Regions from separate parts of the Hordeum vulgare genome. Here region 2 is linked to region 1. Evidence: chromatin contacts called from public Hi-C data. All regions are on one chromosome and are shown on one strand. Each heading gives the region's core, a stretch centred on a gene start, on an enhancer-like site or on the middle of the called end of the contact. The rest is flanking DNA. Distances are from core to core; before and after follow the strand shown.

Region 1 (7,006 bases), core at 1,618-4,117:
TCTATGCACCCAGAAGCCCCTCTTGATAGTATGACTATCAAACCTATAATGGGGTCTCTCACCAATAACAATGAGACCGATAAAACTAGGAAAACCTAGCTAATGTATACCTTTGCCTTCAGAATTCGACTTGATCTTGATGTTCATGTTCACGTTTGCTTCAAGTTGGAAGCACAATCTTGATCATGTTACTTTGTGAATACTGGAGGTAGCTCCCCCATAGGTCATGTTGAAGCATTGCAAGGTATATCGTTTTCACATGTACAATTCATCCATAACTGGACCTTCAAGATTTAAGCATATGTCCATTCGTCAATGTTTCCCAAAAGCTCGGTGAAGTTCTTCAAATATCTCCCTCATATACTATGGGAAGCCTCTTCTTGTAAACCATCTTCATATGTCCATCACGTGATCATCTTCACTCGATGTACTCCTCACATGGGCTACTTAGAATCTTTCTTTCGATGCTAGCCAATGAGAATCACCTAACCCACATATACATAGAAAACACATATTATTGGTTAGTTCATAAAACGCAATTCACAATTTCTTACCATACACAAGATCCTATGTGGTACTTCATTTTTCTCGTGTGTTGACCATCTTGATTTCAATAGTCGATCTTTATATTGGACAACCTTTATATTTACTCCATGATTTATATTGATGTCTTGAAAGCCACATGAAATCTTCCCATCACTTCGCCGTTTCAAGATATGATGTCTGATATCTCAATGATGATGTGACCGTGTTGAGTTTCTACACAAGTATCATGTTGGTCATCACTTTCCCTTATTCATGCTCCATCACAAACTCTTTAGAGGCATAATCAATTCTTTACTTGAATTACTTGTTACAAGACTTTACCAGTCCATGACTCAACATAGGATCTCATCATGATCTCATCTTCATACCATATATAAATTTATTATCTTCAATTATTCTCTGAAGATCTTGATCCTTCATAGCCCAACTCATATAAGTCAAAGCATGACAACCTTTGAGGCCTTGAATTCCATTTCTTTTGCTTCTTCTTGATCATAATGTATTCATCATTAGAACTGAATGACCATGATGCATGTATTGATGTTTATGTCATTCATTATAAATCCGTTCAATGTCCAATACTCAATGCATATTTTTATCTTGATGGATTTCATCCTTTAACCCATCCAATATTTTGCATGCATTGCCTATGAAACCTTCCTTCATATACATTTGAATGGAGAACATTAGTACATATGGTTTGACATTAATTACGAAAAACACATAAGGGTGCTACTTGTACTTTTAACAGGTCACACCCTCTTTTCTTATTTCTCCTCCACCTTCCTCTCCTCGCCATGGCAAAATATCTCCTTGGTGATCATCATTGGTGTCGTCTCCCTACCCCGTAGGATTGGGACCGACGTCACTAGTGAAGGTGCTGCAACGACTTGATGGCAGTGCTCGGACCGTCACGCGAAGGTGTTGGAATGGCCTGGTGGAAAGGTTGTGAGATGCGATGGGCGACAATGGTACTACAACCACCGGTGAGATTTTTGTGCTGGAAGCTCGAGCAAATTTGCCGAGACCATGGAGTGATGATGCTGGGATCGCCAGAGAGATTTTGCCGGAACCACCCCATAGGATTTGCTTGAACCGTTTGACGGATTTGGTGGAACCTCCCAATGATGATGTTAGAGGAGGGGGTTGGTTGAAGCTGCGATCAACACCCGTCGGTGTTGGAGAAGACTCCCCCGGGCGACCGTGGTGCTACCATTGCTGGAACAACGACCAATCTTTGTTGCAACCAGCTCGCAAGGGAGACAACGACACTGCTTGCTGGAATCGGCGTTCACTCTCAACATCGAAAAAAGCTACACCCGTTGATGCAGAAGCTACAACCTCTTGAAGGCGATGCTAGAACTGGGAGGGCTAAAGTTGTGATGGGGCTTCGATCCATTAGTGACATCAACTGCAACCCTCGGGGCAAGAGCTACAAAAAGTCAATGATTGTGCTCCAATCATTGCCGATCGTGTACGATGGCGATGACCATGTGTTGCGACGATATCATATAGGAACCGACGATGAAGGGTGCTTCGAGGACGGTCGCCGTGTGCACCCATGACGGGTGTCCCACGACGCCCACTCCGGGCCATACCTGGCCAAACGGGCCGTGCCACGCGGGCCGGCACGGCTGCCCGCAGGCCAGGCATGACACGGGCCGGGCCCGACACGTGCTAATCGTGCTTGGGCCAGGCACGAGCACACCGTGGGCCGTGCTCGGGCTGCCACCCCGAGCCCGCGTGCCGGCCCGGCCCGGCACGATTAGGCAGCGAAGGAAATTGGGGGACTGTGGAGCAGGCCGTGCGGGCGTTGGGCGGGGCGTCGGGCGGGAAAAAGGGCGCCATTCCCGACACGATGGGTGGGATTCGCGGGAAAGGGCGACAGTCACCACGTCGGGCGGGAATGGGTGTCGCCGCGTCGGGCGGGAAAGGGCTGCGCGCGGGAAAGGCGTCGGGCGGGAAACGGGGAGCAGGCGGGAATCTGTGGCGGGCCGCCGTGCGAGAGAGGGCGAGATGAAAAAAGAAACATCAAATCTGTGGCGGGTCGCCGTGCCTTAGCATGCCGCGGGCCGGCCCGATTAGACCACGTGCCGTGCTTGGACCTGGGAGACTGGCACGCGGGCCGGCACCACACGGCCCGTATATTCATCGGGCCTAGGCGGGCCGTGCCGTGTCTGGCATGATTACGACGGGCCGGGCCGTGCCGGGCCGGGCCGGCCCGTTTGGCCAGGTATGCTCCGGGCTTGATCCAACGGTCGGGAAACAACCCAATTAGTGCCCAGGATGCGACCGGCGAGTGTGCTGGCGCCAGTTGACCGGCGCCTAGCACCGCCCTTTCCTTTGACGCCTTTCTAGTTGTTGCTGTTCCCACACCACCGCCGAGTACACACGTTCGACGAAATTCCCCCGCGAGTTCTCCACTAAGATTCGCCCGCATCTCCTTCGATTCTTTCCTCAGTTTCTGTCTCGGAATCCGCCAAGATCGTGGAGTCTCGCCGGAACCCTGCTCTGGCCGTACCGACCCCGGCTGGATCTCCGGTCTCAAGAGTTATTGATGATTCTTGGGATCCGGAGGGTGTGGCGGAGGAGTTCTCGGCGATGAGCAGGCTGGCGTCGGAGCTCCACCGGTTGCGGAGGTCGCCATGGGAGGTGCTGTGCTCGGCGCTGGTATCATGCGGCCTGGTGCTCTTCTCGCAGCTCGCCGTGGCCATAGTGCCCCGCCTCTTCCCATCCATCTCCCTCCTCGCCATGCTACCCGTCGCAGGTCAGTCTGTGCTTGCTTTGCTTTCCTGTGGCTCTTTCAGTGCAATTTTGACTTTGCTTCGGTTGCCTGCTGCACAGGTTTGGTATTCCTGGTGGCTATTCTGTTGGGCAGGTTCTGGAGGAGGTTCATCGGAGTGGCCGCGTCGGCGCCCCTGTTCGTTCTGTTCAACGTGCTGTTTTTGTGGGGCGTCTACGTATTCGTCATCCGGAGAGGTGAAATCCCCGTGCATTACATCTGTTTGACTTGCAGAGTGTGCATATGTCTTTAGTGTTTTTTGAACACAGTACAAATGGAGACGCTCATACATACGCATATACACTCATCCCTACGAACACACTCATCCCTATGAACGCACACCATACCTTTATGAGCACCTATGAGCACCTTCGAAAGATTGAGCCGGCACATCATTTTGAGATCCACGAAATTGTCAGACACCTTCATAGTGTTTGAAATTGCATATTGTGTACGGTCTCCTTTTCCTTTTTAATAGAAACAAGCATTCCTTTTCCTTTTTAATAGAAACAAGCATTCGTTATAGCTCAGTGCACTGGTGGAATGCCATTTGGCCGGTGTTTATTGCTGTAGATATATGCTATATTTGTGGATGGAGCTTTTTTTGTTTTGGAAAAGGAGGTTAAACCCCCGCCCTCTGCATCATCTTTATTAATTATTCAACATATGTCTAACAAGAACATACATCAAACCATCCGAAGCCACCACTCACGCCTACAAAACTCGATAATGTGGAGTGCTCTCACTCCCCATATCTAAAACCGAAGCCGTCACCGATCCATCCACATAACGTATCGAAACCCACAGCCGGTGCAACAGACCGAAAGCGTACACCACATGCACACGTTTTAGACGTCGCCATCATCATCGGACCGCTGACCCATCTTCAGGAGAGAGATCTGTATCATCCTTGTCAGTCCGTCCATCCGTCGACGCCACCACGACGCCCAACGGCGTCAGCGCCCGCGCTCGTCAGTCCAGACGCGAAGATTCAGGAAGATCTGTCGTGCGTAGCACCTGCCGACCAGGCATGACACAACGTAGCACCTGTCGGCCAGGCATGACTTGACATCTCCACCGAAAGCTCCGTGCAAGTTGAAGCCGCTCCACCTCCTGCCTCTGTCTTCCAGCTCTGCTCCACAGACGATGCTCCCAAGAAAGAAAACGACACCGCAATACCGCCATCGTCCGATCTGAAAGACCAGATCCTAGGGTTTCCCCCGGAGCAGCACGAGTGGGTCGACAATAGTTACACGACGATGCCTTCATCAAGGTAACGACACAGAACGTCGCCATCGTCTGCCATCGGCTCGGTTTTCACCGGCAACTATGTCTTCCCGACTCATAGCCGGAACTAGATGGCGGATCTCGAGATCTGACCATCCAGCCTCAGACCGACCTCCTTCGACGGAGGAGATGACCACCACCGCCGGCCGCACGCTTCAGCCAGAGAGGACCTTAGCAGGGAGGGCGGGTCGCCACCCCATCCCAACTCGCCGGACGAGCTGCCAGATCCGCAACCCGTCAGCTGAACCACCAGCCGGCACCACCACGGCACCAAGCAGGAGGAACGCAGCAAAGGCCCCTCCAGGATGCGTAGCAGGGAGCCGAGCCTCCCTCCATCCCAACAACACCGTCCGCGCCGGCCGCAGCGTTAGAGGGTCCAGATTGGGTCCCCACGGGCGCCACAACCATGACCGCTCGCCCGCAGCGGCGCGCCCACTGCCGCGACCAGATCCTGCGCCACACGCCGGAGACCTCCTCCACCGCGAGCCAGGACGCCGCCCCGGAGCCAAGCGCTGGTCAGCCGCCGACCACACGCCGTATCCCCATCCCACGAGCGAGCGGCAGCCAAAGAGCGCCCCGCCGCCGCCGGCTCCGCGCAGGCTTTGCCTGCCGGAGGCCACCGGCGACGGCGAGGGGGAGAAGGAGGCGGGAGGGGAGAGGCTGTGGGCTGGAGCCGCCGCCCGTGTCGCCCCGGGGAGGGAGCGGCGTGGGGGCCAGATGCGATCTGGCGAGTCCGCTTGCCTGCCTGATGGCCTTGGCTTACATTTGGTGCATGGATGGAGCTAAGAACCATTCCTGATGTATTGCAATTCTAGAGTATAGTTCTATTTAAATAAATATGGTAATACCTGACATCAGGTGGAATTGTAGATCAGGACATCAGGTGCCATAATTTTTTCTGGGATTCTCAGCATGTACTTTATACTCGCCTCCTTGCATTATGCATAATTTGTTAGAAAAAAAATATATGCCACTTGGAGCAGCGTATAGTTAAATAAGTGTATAGAGCTTCTGATAGTTTTCTAACTGTACTCTAGAATGTCCTTGTTTTATAAGTAGCCTTATATTTTGCAGATACCTCTTCTCTACTAGACATGCTGATTAATGCTGAGTGTGCACTGCTTCTTTGGGGACTTTACAGGTTAGCTACTCCTCTGGAACATATTTTTTGGGATGCACTTACCAATCTCTAAGCTCTATTTAGTAATTAAGGAAGTTGTTCATTTCAAACCTTAAACTATGGTTCTTGTTCCAAGATGGACCCCGGACTTTCAGTCACTGAAAGTGGAACTTTGAACTTTCTAATCCTGATCCTGACCTTGAGCTTATACTTATTCGGCACACCAGGAAAAAGGGTGTAGTGGGGGAGGAGATGGTGAGGAGAAATAGAGCTAAATGAGCAGCGTAGGGCCGGCGTTGGAGATGGACACTGGCAAGGACGGGAAAACAGCTAGGGAAGGAGGTTGTGGCATGGGAGGAAGCTCGGCGATGAGCGAGAAATGGGAGTGAATTTGGGGAGGGCTAGGAATGTCAGTGAGAAGAGTGCTAGAGGATGAGTTTTCGATTGCGATCACTCTTTTCGCGGGTGTGTCAAACAAGCTCAAGATCCAAGGGTTGGGTCAGGATTATAAGATCAGGGTTCAAATTTTGGGGATTGGAAGTTCGAGATTCATCTTGGACTCCATAATGAAGTTCAGGCTTTTAATTTTTTTCCTCCTTTTGGACATACTCTGCTTAACATTTATTGGCCTTAGCATACCACTGCCTTTGGGATTAGGGGTTTAGTTTGATTTTTTTATTGCAGGATTCTTTCTGGTGATCCCGGCATTGTTGCATACGAATCTTCATTTTTGGAAGAGGCTGGCTGCAAGGATTTCGTGGATGCTATATGCTCGAGTGAGGTGTTGAGAAAGTAGAGTTTTCAATGAAGCTGTTATATTAAGTTGCTAACCTGAAATGTGGAGGTCGTGCATTAACACGCTGTCATCTTTTGTACTTTTGGTGTAGAAGTATCCATCACTCTCAAGGGTGAGGAATTGTAACTGTTGCAAAGCAAATGTTAGAGGTTATGACCACCATTGCCCTGCATTTGGTAACTGCATAGGTACTTAATTACATTATTATACTATATATACTTTTGCTTCTTTTATTGCTTTATAGATAGATGCACACTTTAATCTGCATACCATGTTTTGCAGGACAGAAAAACCACAGGCTATTTATGGCACTTTTGACAGGATTTGTTGTTGCTGAATCGACATATACAATGTGTTCAACTAAATGTATGTGGCTGTTTATCTCCTTCATGTCTGAAATAAATTAACTGTTTTCCTGGGTAGCTGGTCTACATGCTTTCACATAGACCTGGGCATGGGCAGCCCGGCCCGAAAA
Region 2 (7,006 bases), core at 3,272-5,771, 570 kb before region 1:
GGCCTACTTCAAGCATCGCCGTCGTGCACCTAACCAGCCGTTGCGACCGCCGTCATGCCGCGGCAACCGCTCCTCTTCGGCGCCGCTGCCGCTCTCTCACCCGAGAAGTGGTGCCCGTCCGCCCCCTTCATCTCTGTCCAACACCAGCTCATCACCAACGTCGTCGTCGTCTACCCCGACCATTTCATCTACTCCGACCACCACGGGCGACATCGGCTCCCCGCCAATTCATGCCGCAACCGTCGTCGAGCCCTTCTCACTTCATCTACTCCGACCACCACGGGCGACATCGTCCCCCTCCCGCTGATTTGCGCCACAACCGCCCTCGAGTCCATCTCAGCTAGCCTCCTCGACATGGCGTATCAGTTTCTACAGGTCCTTGTCTACGCATGCCAGGTGCTGGCAACACCGTCGCGTGCCCTCGTCCCCGGTGTGTTCCCAGGCCTAGAAAGTATGGAGTGGCGCAGCGTCAACATTGACTTCATCCGTCTACGCAAGCCCGGTGCTGGCAACACCGACGGGTGCCTTTGTCCACGAGATGTCCCCGAACTTGGCAATCTCGGCGCGGCGCGTCTCAATTACGTCTTCTTCCCCGACGCACCACTACTTCGACACTACTGCGCCCATGGCTAAATCGTCACCTCTTTGCGCACGCGGCTCCATGGCGACTTCTTCGATACCGGCATACTGACTCGACATCGACCACGACGTTCTTCGCACGGCTACCTCGACCATGGCTACACCATCCTACGCTCTGGGCTACCTCGACAACAACACAAAGGGCTACCGTCTTGCTTAAGCAACCTCGTCGGTTTTCACTCCAGCCACAACTTCCGCGATGCATTGACCGTTACGACTGTGGGGGTGGTCCGTCGGCTTATCTTTGGATTCTTCTCGAGTTTGGCCGTGTGTGTCGCTATAGTTGTGACTACGGGAATGTTGAGTAACGTGATTAATGTGAAGTATAGGTTAGACTAGGATACTATTCGTCCTTGTCTTATATCCTAAATTGATCATTGTATTCCTACATATATGTAAATGAGGCTGAAACAATACAACAACTATTTCATCAATTTCTCTGTTCCCTTCTAACACCACCCATCTCCCGCTGCTCAGTCAATTTCGCTGCTCATTTCATTTTCGTTAGGCCTTTTGGTGCTTCCGGACGGTACACTCCGCCCATCCCCTATAAGAGCAAGATAACACATGCTGGCTGGGGACAAGACAGCCCACGAAGGTGTGGCGCTTTCACCACCTCAGCACAGTCGAGTTGAGCCAAAGAGAACCTTGCCAAAAACACTGTCCCCAGTCTGTACCGCCGCTCGAGGGATCCTAAGCACGGGGGTCATCATATTCAGAAAGCACAATCGGACCCCAAAATAAGACTTGCAGAAACAAACCCTGAAGGAAGGGAACACAACACCTGAGCGACGTAGCCCCAGCCAAAGGCCAATTACGTCGAGGGAGAGCACATGGATGGATTTGTACTGGGTTCTCATTATCATCATCATATCGGGCCAGCCCCTTTGAATCCGGACATGTACAACCTTTCAACAACTCCACGGGGTGGCTGGGGGCTACCAGGCAACGACCGCGCTCTTTGCTTATTTGGACTGACTGGATCTAGCCTACAGCTTGGGATCGAATCTACACAGATGGAACAATTGCTAATAATTTCCCCAAAATTATAAGAAAAATAATCTACAAAAATAGTAGCACCAGCCAGCTCCATCATTGACGGTGACGTATCATGACGCTTCGTAATAACCCGGCGAATGAATGAATGAATGAATGCTGAGAGGGCATTCGTTCCGTGGGCTATGGCTTGTCCTCGAGCTGCACCTGCAGCTCGCTGCTGTCGGTTTTGCGCCGGCCCATCTTGCCGATGGACGAGGCGATGCTGCCCATGAGGCTGCTGCTGCTGCTGCCGCCGTCGCCGAGGTTCACGGACCGGCGAGACCTCCGTTGCCGCGGAGACTCCAGCCTGCCTTCTCCCTCTTCGTCGTCCTCGTCCTCGTCGCCGGCCTTGGCCCTGGTGGCCACCGCCAGCCGGGAGATGCCGCCGCGGCAGAAGGGGCAGGTGGGCAGCGGCTGGCTCTGCGTGGCCGGGTTGGGCTTGGCGTGGCAGCACAGCGCCAGCGTGCACGCCGCGCACATTTGGTGCCCGCACTCCCGGACCTCGATCGCGCACGCCTGGTCGAAGCAGATGCTGCACACCTCGGCGCCCTGCATGCACGAGCTGAGAGTTAGTAGTAGTATCGGTCCGAACAAGATCCGCGCACCGTCGGACGGACGCGCTGGCTCCGAGGGAGATGTCGATGCAAAGGCGGGATCGTGCATGTGGAGGCGTACTGCAATCGCGTTTGAATAACGTTTCCTGCATATGGATTGCTCAGACGTGCGGCAGTTCGTGCAAGCAGGTGCGTGCACACGCTGCCATTGCCGCTGCCACGGTTTGACACCTAACTTGTCATTACCAACGAGTAAACTAGTATAAGTACGTACGCCTGCACCCAATTAGTTAGCCATTCGTCCCTCGGATCAACATAAATATTATACTACTGGTACATTTCTGCGGCAAGTGGCTCTATGTTGAGACCTGACGGCACGTTAGCTACAACCAATGCAATGCAATGATGAACTCTGGGATAATGCTAGCCTTCGACATCAATCTTGATTGAGATCGATCAAAATAAGCACTACTACTTGCTGGTAGTAAATTACTATTGTGCCAATGAAACGATGGCAGCGCGGTAGGTACGGCGAAACTCCCACTGTTATGTCCAACTATTTCGTGCGTATGAGGTCAGCAATGGAACAGCAGTAGTAATTTGCAAGGCAAGACCGGGCAGTACGGTAGTACCTCGGAGACGATGGCATCGTCATCTGAATGCGACGGCGATGGCAATGAATTCTTGGCCCCTTTCAGGATCCTCTTCTCCCTCTCCCTATTGGCCTCCATCAGGGCTGCCTCCAGGAGAGCCTTGGCGTCAGGTTCCAGCTCGCTGATGAACTTGAGAGGAGCAGGCCACACTAGGGGCTCTGCCGATGAGGGGTTCAGCAGCGCCGCGCACGCCACATGCCCGCGCTTCACCGCGACCTCATATGGAATTCTTCTGTATAAACCAATCCACATCGGTAGATTAGACTAACCAGCACAATGGCTTCAGATCATTTGCTGGAGACAACATCTGTAGTTGTGGTGTTGGAATTCAGTGGTGTTTTTCGCAAGAAAATGCTGACGCACCCAACGGAGTCGCGCTGGAGGCGGTCGGCGCCCCAGGAGAGCAGCTGGCGGACGCAGTCGAGGCTCCCGCCGCGCGCGGCCAAATGCAGCGGCGTGCTCCCGGGGAATCTGCAGGAACGCAAGCGCTCGCGTCAATGTCGCAGCTTTTGCCTTCCTAAAAAGGTGCGATTTTTCGGTACTGATAGTGAGAAGGGCGGTCTTTGACTTGGGGAGAAGCTTTACCCGAAGGCGCCGCTGGAGGCAGACACGATGGCGCCGTTCTCCAGCAGGACGTGGACGCAGCGGCGCCAGCCCTGCCTCGCCGCGAGGTGCAGCGGCGTCGCTCCCGTGTCATCCCGCACATTGACGAACCGCGCGTATCCCCTGCACCTCCAAAGCCATAGCTGATGAACCATTAGCAAAGGATGGCGTGCAGCGCGTTGCGGCGAACAATGGCGGCTCTGAGAAGAAGGGCCAACCAGGATTGCGACACCGGCGCGGTCCGGGCCGCCGTGAGGATGGTCCGGAGGCAGTCTGAGTGGCCGTAGTACGCCGCGTAGTGCAGGCACGTCCGCCCGTGCGACGAATCGAACATCAGGATCTGTACACAAAGACGGAAAACACCATTAAGTTCAGGAGAAGCTCCAAGAACAGCCCCAATCACCAAAACTGTGGCCGTAAGTCTCACATTGGCGCCGGCGTCGAGCAACCGTCGCACGCACTCGGTCCTCCCGTGCATCGCCGCAAGCATCAGCGCCGTCTGCGGCAAAGTCCCGCGATGTGAGGACGAGCTTCCCACAAAGGGGGCGACAGGGAAGAGAACAGGTGGAGCGTGACAAACCTGCTTATGGCGGTTCACGACGTCCGGCTGCACGCAAAGATCCAATGCCATGGACACAACCTAAGCAAACAAAGAAATCAGCACACCGGAGATGCACAGGGGTGGCGAGAAGCTGGACGGAGAGGAGCATGCGGCAGCAAAGGGAACCAAGCAAGGTGCCAGATTAGTTTGTGCTTTCGTACTTGGAGGTGGCCGTGGGCGGCGGCGATGTGGAGCGCGGAGAGGCGGTCGAAGAGCGTGGTGCGACGGAGGAGGGAGGGGCGGGAGCTGACGGCGGCGGCGAGGCGGGCGAGGTCGCCGGACTGTGCCGCGCCGAAGAAGTCCACCTCCTCGCTGGGGCGGCCGCAGCTGGCTCCGTGCCCCATCGCCCGTCACGCCTCTCGGCGGACGCCCGGCGAGCCGGCCGCGGTGGCCGGCGGGGGGAATAATGGGGGGAGGAGAGTGAGTACGAGCGTGGGCTGAGGAGTGGGCGCAGTGGCGAGTAGAGCTTAATAGTGCGTGCGCTTTCTTGTGGGTTTTTTTTTTAAAAAAAACTTTTGCTTCTCTTATTGAGAGCGAGAGATTTCCTTTTACTGATAAACTGCACCTCGCGCATGCTAAGATATTTCACCAGAAAGATATAAAAAAAAGATATTTCATCAGAAATGTTTACAAACACACTGTCACCGTCACCGAGATAGGTCTTGTTGATTTATAGGAATTTTGTAAGAACGAAGAACTAAGGCCCTGTTTGTTTCGTAAGTCGTATGACTTTTTTAAGTCCCAACTTATAAGTCATAAGTTTCTATCTGTTTGTTTACAGGGACTTATAAGTCCCGAGTCCCTACCTGTTTGTTTACAGGGACTTATAAGTCCATGTTACACCTAATAAAATACACTTGTTCACATAACCATGCGGACCAGAAAACTCCAGCGATGCAAAACGGGACGACGGGGAAGAACCAATGCAGAAACGGGGCGGCGGGGGGACGAACCGAGGCAGAAAACGAGACGACCGGGCGGCGACGGGGCGAGGCGGCGACGGACCGGGTGGCGACGGGGCGGGCGGCGATGTGGCGATGGGGCGGCGGCGATTGGGGCCTGCGAACGACGAGGGGTAGGGCGGCGGACACTCGATCGATGCGGGATACTTTTTCCGCGGGCTAACGAGCAATAAGTCCCAATAAGCTCCTACTAGAGAGTCTTATTTGATAAGTCCGAAATCACCATAATAAGTCCCAATAAGTCCCTTGTGTTTGGTTTAGGTGGGACTTATAGGGACTTTTTTAAGTCTCAAAACCAATAAGTCCCTGGAAACAAACACCCTCTAAATGATATCTCTTTTTTATACTTCCTCTGTCCCTATCTAGTTTTTTTTAATAACAAATATTATGATACAGAAAAAGTAGAATATATGCATGTTATTTCATTTCTTACAGTTTTCCTATTCCAGTGATATTTCTATCATATGATCCAAAGAACGCCTAAGTATTTTCTTGTGAGATGATTTGTCATGTGGTGTCTATATAATGTCGATTCATTTTATACCCCCTCCCCCTCCTCCGTCGGGGATTCATCTACATGTATTTTAGTTCTGCAACATTGATTTTTATAAATTTGTGCGACAATTAATTTTGAATAATGGGAGTATGTATTTATAATACATATATGTGCATAGTGTGACCATACTTTACTAGGGCTAAGACTCTTGATTGGATCCTATCCACAAACGAGGCAAACACTAATCTTATAAACATACGTACTAGGTAAGTATATTTTGGGTCTGAATTCTTATTCTGAAGCCTCATAGACACAATCTTTGAAGCCCAATAACAATTCTTGGGAGGGATGACATTTGCGAACGGTTCCTGTGAGTTTCATTTATATAGAGATGACATCTTCTTCTCAAGAGGATGGCGATTTTTGGTTTAGAAGGAATTTTCTTTCAAAAAATTGCCACCACATAATCTCTATCACACGGCTGCGAGGTCGTTCCTTGGTACCTTCATCCGAGAATGTTTCTTGGATGTCATTTTTCCAATCTTATGCTCTTTACCACCAATTCACGATGACTTTGATTTTTTTAGCACCAATTCTTTGTGGGGTATGCTAAGGTGGATAGGTGGCTCAATGAGAGGGGATCCTCCCTCCATCATTTTGCGGTGGAGCTCGGATGCCAGAGGTGGCGACCCGAGATATTGTGGTGGCGTCTTGGCGCACTAGGAGGCGGTGTGTGGCATCGGTTGGGTTGTGCAAGGTGGCATGGTTGGTCACACAACAGTTGACCTAGATCTCGCAGGGTGTGATACATCTTCAATCTAACTATAATTTTTTATTGTTCCATGCTATTATATTCTCATTATAGGATACTTTTTGAGTAATTATTTATCAATTTATATTAATTTTTAGCACTAACATATTTACCTAGAGCCGAGTACTAGTTCCCACTTTTTGTGTGTTTTTTGTTTTGCAGAAATTTCATATCAAACAAATTCCAAACACGATAAAAAATTACGAAGTTTTTTTAGAATATATGTGATTTTGGGAGTCAGAATCAACCCAACACGGTGCCCAAGTGAGGCACAAGATAACAGTGCGCGCCCTGATGGCTTGTGCCCAGCCCTTAAGTCGGTTGAGGCTTTAGGGTTTAGGGTTTAGGGTATATGGGCGCCCTAATGGTTACGACAGAAAGAGAGCCTCAACCGACTTAAGGGGTGGGCACAAGCCATTTGGGCGCCCCCCATGTCGCGTCATGTTGGCTTGTGCCTCCCTCGGGCACCGTGTGTTGAAAATATGCCCTAAAGGCAATAATAAATTAGTTATTATTATATTTCTTTGTTCGTGATAATCGGTTATTATACATGCTATAATTGTATTGATTGGAAACACAAATACATGTGTGGATAAATAGACAAAACACTGTCCCTAGTAAGCCTCTAGTTGACTATCTCGTTGATCAA

What was found. A called contact is a pair of places that touch in the nucleus more often than the background predicts.
Region 2: a contact with region 1 is called in a Hi-C map of leaf, with 2.5 times the contacts expected there. The contact joins the promoter of LOC123449017 here to the promoter of LOC123449016 in region 1. A contact is called at or near these places in 2 of 6 Hi-C or Micro-C datasets (both in leaf) and 1 of 1 datasets of contacts at active chromatin or transcription factors (embryo).

Annotation. Positions count from the first base shown.
Region 1 is chr4H:474,181,305-474,188,310 of MorexV3_pseudomolecules_assembly, reverse strand. LOC123449016 (palmitoyltransferase Hip14-like) reads left to right here and starts at 2,867. Exons shown (of 11, transcript XM_045126079.1): 1 at 2,867-3,313; 2 at 3,391-3,525; 3 at 5,690-5,756; 4 at 6,420-6,516; 5 at 6,623-6,719; 6 at 6,814-6,897. The coding sequence starts at 3,148.
Region 2 is chr4H:474,753,172-474,760,177 of MorexV3_pseudomolecules_assembly, reverse strand. LOC123449017 (E3 ubiquitin-protein ligase XB3-like) reads right to left here and starts at 4,521. Exons shown (of 8, transcript XM_045126080.1): 1 at 4,250-4,521; 2 at 4,068-4,127; 3 at 3,915-3,986; 4 at 3,706-3,827; 5 at 3,470-3,610; 6 at 3,248-3,355; 7 at 2,864-3,116; 8 at 1,478-2,226. The coding sequence starts at 4,432. The coding sequence ends at 1,819.